Regions from separate parts of the Zea mays genome. Here region 1 is linked to region 2. A link is a contact called in public Hi-C data. All regions are on one chromosome and are shown on one strand. Each heading gives the region's core, a stretch centred on a gene start, on an enhancer-like site or on the middle of the called end of the contact. The rest is flanking DNA. Distances are from core to core; before and after follow the strand shown.

Region 1 (2,700 bases), core at 12-2,511, 290 kb after region 2:
GAGCTCCCACCTTTGGTGAGTTCATGCACACTATTCCCCACAACTTGTTGAGTGATGAACGTATGTGAGCTCACCCTTGCTGTACTCACATCCCCAGGTCAAGGACAGGTACCACAGGATGAGACACATGAATGATGCCATGATGAGTTCGTGAGTGGTCTAGGCTGTCGTCTCCTAGTAAACTTTTGTTGCTGGATCGTTGTCTTCGTATGATGTAATTATTTAACTATTTTGTACAGAGCTCCGTTATATATTAATGATGTGACATTCGTTTTGTACCATGAGTCATTATATGTGTGATACTTGATTCTAGCACACTTGGTGATTATTTCACGTCCGGGTTTTGAACCCTAAATCCGTTTTAGGGTTTTGGCCGCATCTAATCGGTTTTGAATTAAAGCTAAATGAACAACTTGTAAGGGTGTGTTTGGTTTAGCTTTTGGCTTTGGCTTTTGCCTCCTAAAAGCCAAAAGCCAACCAAAGGGCTGGATCCAGGAAGCAGCTTTTTCTAAAAGCTGACTTTCTCGCAGTGCAAAACTGAAAGCACCCCTGGACCTGCTTTTAGTGGCTTTTGGATCGAACTGTGAAAACATATATCGAAGAACTTTTAACGACTTTTAGTGGTTTCCATCAAACAGTTTTTAGCTTTTTAACAACTCACAGCCTACAACAACTTTTTTCACAGCTCACAGCCCACAGCAACTTTTTCCACAGCCACAGTCCAACCAAACAGACCCTAAGACTATTTTTATACGGGAACAACTAATTGTTAGGCAACAAAAAGAATCTAAAAAACCGTACTTATGAGGTTTTTTTAATGAAGAGATGGACATAGAATTAAAGACAGCTATTTGGACGACTGCAACTTCAATTCATAGAGACAAAACACCGTAGAAACGATAGAAACCGTTGTGAATTAAAGACAAACGAGCAACTTGTAAGATATACCAGAACAGCTAATTGTTAGGCAACAAAAAAAATCTAAAAAACCGTGCTGATGAGGTTTTTTTAATGAAGAGACGGGCATAGGACAGCGATGTGTGTGCCAAAATCGAGGAAAAAGAGGTGTGGCGCCATCCTATAGGTTCAATCGACAAATCCTACCCGCGCACAACGCCCTAGATAATATCATCCCTTTTCTTTTCTGTACGTGTGCAAATAAACAATTTTTTCCTTCTATTTTAATTTTTGAAGAAAAACTAAACAGAGAAGTCGAGGAAAAATTGCTGTTAGCAGCGGACAGGGGGTGAGCGAGCGGGCCGAGGATTCATCTCGTGTCGACGACGCCTTCGCCCTCTCCGAGTCTCCGTCCGTCTTCCGCGTCCTCCGCAGCTGGACTCGTGCGCTATTCCCCAGGACGCTACTCCCACTAGGGTTTTCGGATTAGGTTTCTAGAACCTTCCACCGCCGCCTCTCCATGCACGCGCCGCCGCTGGTCACGTTCGCAGGGGGCGCCTGCCCCACCACCGCCTCCGCTTCGCCGTCGCCCTGGTTGGCCTCGCCGCGGGACGCCATCTTTGCCGCGCCGGCGAGGCCCCTACGGTCCCGCCGCGGGACACTCCGGCTGGAAGCTAAGGCCGCGTGGAGGGCTGCCGGAGGGGGACGGGGCCCGCGGGTCCCGGCCAAGGGCGCTGTGCTCGCCTCCTATATGGGCGCCGAGGAGGTGGTGGGACCATCGTCGCTGCTTGACGAGGAAGGTTTGATTTGCTGCTGCTTTTTCCAAATGCAGGCCTCCTTGCGCTTATGTCGGCCATATTTTCGTTGTTTCGCACTAATAACTGCAATTGCGTCACTATCCACTGTTACTACTGGTGTCTCTACTCTAATGATAAGGCACAACTGCCCAGTTGAAGTAGTGTTATGCCAAACTGCTCACGTAGTCGCATGGAATGGACCTAGGGATTTCACATGCTGACGTGCCACATTAATATAGAATTCATCTGGTATACAGAGAAACTGATGACCTATCTTTTACCCTATTCACTCGTGCAGAGTTCATTTCTCACATCAGAAAGGAACTGGATAATGGAAAACTTCCTGCAGATGTTGCCAGTAACCTGGAGGAGCTGTATTATAATTACAGGAATGCGGTAAGAACTGCTGGGCTGATCTTTGCAGTATTTTTTATTTGCTATCATCAGCTCGTTATGATTCATGTCTTGTTAATGTTTTGCTTTATTAGGTTCTGCAAAATGGAGATCCAAATGCATATGAGGTCATGCTTTCAAATATGATGACCTTGTTTGATCGTGTTCTACTGGATGTACAGGTTTACCATCTACTCCGAATTCCCTCACAATTTGTTCTGACACTTCTACTTATTTTCCAAGATGACCTTTAATATCATGCTCCATCCTTTTGCAGAATCCATTTAACTTTCCACCTTATCATAAAGCTTTGCGAGAACCGTTCGACTATTACATGTTTGGTCAGAACTACATTAGGCCTCTGGTAGATTTCAGGTAATACAAAATCTGACCTGATAACATGTACGCATTTTAATTTCAAATAATCCACACAAAGTTTGCTGTACATCTTATGGAAGACATTTCTTTTGAATGGGGTGGATAACATGCCTTTGTTGTTTTATTTCGCTGTGGATTAATTATCTAGAGCATAGAGCCGTAGAGTTTGAAGGCTCCTTTCTTTTCATGACATGCAAACTTATTGTAGTCTGTAGCACAATGGCAGATTGGTAAT
Region 2 (2,700 bases), core at 194-2,693:
TCTCTTGAGACTATTTATGTTCCTTCCACATTCACCCAATACCTCTCCGTTCATCGCAGCCATTATTGCTAGCAGATATAAACACGGACCAGAGACTAATTCTTCCAGCCAAGCTAAACTCGAACAAGTCTACTATTTACACTAATCTAGTAGAGAAGCTTCTGAAGGCGTTCAACCTCATAACTGATAGGCATAAAACGAAGAAGAGTCGGATAAGAAACGAGAAAAGACAGAATGATCCTGCAAAGAGAAAATCGACAGAATGCAGTAAGATACATTTTTGCTGCATTTGAAATATATACAACAGAACAATATTGGATTACAGCAGGACACTCAGAAAAGGATTAACTATGGTATCAATTTTGCAGTAAGACCCTAGAAAAACAAATCTTAATGTTGTCACTAGCTGTTATATATTAATCATGGACAAAAGTGCACGTATCTTTTGTCATGGTGCAACAATGTCTTTCCACGCAAAATAAGTCAACCGATTGACCAAAGATGCCTAGGGTGTGCTGCAAGCATACAGACAGATACAGAGGCTTTTACTCGTATTGTTATTAGTCATGAAGGTCTGCGGCAAGAGGGAACATGGTACTTGTACTAACCTTGATGGCATAGTTATGAAATAATCTATTGAGTGATGAATTAAAACACAAAAAATTATCTTTCATGCACAAATTAGTAGTTAACCATGAATTTAACTGAACATGGAGTAAGAAAACTTGTATCTTAGACCATATCCATCGCATAGTACATGGAAGGAGAGTGAGCGACTCATCAAGTAATAAAAGTAATATCAGAATAAGGTGCATATGGTAAGATTCAGCGAAGTTCTGACAAAATTCAATCAGTTTCCCCCATGGTTAGTGATCCACACGTTCACGCAAGGATTTCACATAATTTAACAAGTAATTAAACAGGACAGCAGTCACAGGAACTTTAAAAATTGTAATTTTGAAAAGTCAACAATAATCTCAAATCTGCTTTAGCCACAACAATTTACATCTTCATAGTACATCTAACTGACATCCAGCATATCCAACATGGGAGGGCTAAAGTTTCTAGATCGAAACTACACATATATACAAGGGGATCATCTTCGGCGAGCAATCAGACAGTCAGAGGAGCAGATGCAGATCCGTCGATCGACGATGCTTACCTAGGGTTAGTAGCGGGGACGTAAGCAGGGGCGAAGGCGGACGAAGAAATTGATTGCTTCATCTCTCCCTATCCTATCCCTTTTGCTCCCCCCTAAGACTCCCCTACAGACCCCACTTTATCCTCAGGCGATAGCCGGAGGTAAGGGGAGCTTCTTCTGCTGCTTCCCTCCCCGGCGATGTTGGACAGGTTAGGGGTGAGAGCAGCACGAATCGACGGCGGCGGCGGAGCGCGAAGGTGAAGGAAGACAGGAGGTGTGCGGCGGTGGAATACTAGAATTATTGGACAGGCCGGACCGCCGGAGGAGACGAGATGAGGGCGAGGTCCACGCACGCGCCACACCTTTGCCGTGACCCCACTTGCATTATTAGCAATTGCGTTTCACCCACCGCCCTTCGTCCTCAAGCGCTCTCCGACGCATGGGCCCGGACCCACCTGGGCGCGGGTACGCGCGGCTCGAACTTGGATGCCAAGTTGCCCCGCTTGTTTCCTTGCGCCGTAAGCAAAATGCCAACGGCGTCATGCCGACGTGTGTGCATCGGACGGTTCACAAATGCGGTCAACTATCTCTGTCCCCACAGCAGCCGCATCACGGCCGTCCAGACATTGCAGATTTTTATTTTGTTTTGGTAAATTAATAAAAATCCTACTAGTTTGCGTGCGTTACCGGGCCAAAGGCGACGTGCTGATGCCGGATTCTTCTGATTTTTTCCTACGTTCATATTTGCCTTCGCAGCCAATCGGTGTTTCCAATATTATTTATGATGAGTTAGTTATTTGTACATTGCTATGTTTTATATATATATTATATAGATAAATATTGCATAAATATGTATTTACAATATTTATCTTTTGTGTAGCATAATATTCTTAATATCTATCATTTCTAAAACACAACTGCAAATGAAATGTATTGGTTAACAATTGAGTGTTATGTCCTTGGACGACGGGCTGGTTATATTTTTTGTTTCTCCACGCTCGATGTGGGGAACCCTGGCACCTAGTATCACCGCTCGCATGAGAGAGGAGATGTACGCAGGAAGATTATTGACACTTAAATATAGTAGAGATAGAATCATAGAGATAAAATATAAGTTATTGGCTGGCTAGTGGGCCAATTTATATAATTTTAGTGAGTTGCATTTGCATGTCCTGTTTCACGAATCTCGCCCACGCCATAGGGGATTTGTTGGCCGATCTAAACAACACATGCGTTCTCTAGGTGGTTTCCTACTCCATGGCTATGCAGCGGAGAAAACCATTGTTGTTCACTCGTTTTTTATTCCTTTAAGAGACAAAAAAACAAGGCAACACAATTAAATTAAGCTTCACCTTCACCCTTCATTCTGTCTATCTCGAAGGAAAGATAGAATGAAGGACTAAGATGTTGAGAGTTAACAGAAAACAAATGTTGATCATTAAGAATGAAGATGATGTAGTGTAAAGGTGAAACATATGATTCAACCTTGATGGGCAATGCTTCCTTTTTCATTTTATTCTTTAATAAAGGATTATAAATATACCTTCGGCTACTTGAAG

The links. Hi-C and Micro-C count contacts between places; a contact is called where the count stands out from the background.
Region 1: a contact with region 2 is called in a Hi-C map of ear, with 4 times the contacts expected there. The contact joins the promoter of LOC100285746 here to the promoter of LOC101027199 in region 2. A contact is called at or near these places in 11 of 25 Hi-C or Micro-C datasets (bundle sheath, ear, endosperm and 3 more) and 1 of 3 datasets of contacts at active chromatin or transcription factors (seedling).

Annotation. Positions count from the first base shown.
Region 1 is chr5:46,522,062-46,524,761 of Zm-B73-REFERENCE-NAM-5.0, forward strand. It overlaps LOC100285746 (glycerol-3-phosphate acyltransferase), which reads left to right and starts at 1,262. Exons shown (of 14, transcript NM_001158637.1): 1 at 1,262-1,697; 2 at 1,993-2,090; 3 at 2,183-2,269; 4 at 2,365-2,462. The coding sequence starts at 1,418.
Region 2 is chr5:46,229,709-46,232,408 of Zm-B73-REFERENCE-NAM-5.0, forward strand. It overlaps LOC101027199 (putative inactive poly [ADP-ribose] polymerase SRO1), which reads right to left and starts at 1,444. Exons shown (of 7, transcript NM_001346074.1): 1 at 1,163-1,444; 2 at 1-240. The coding sequence starts at 63.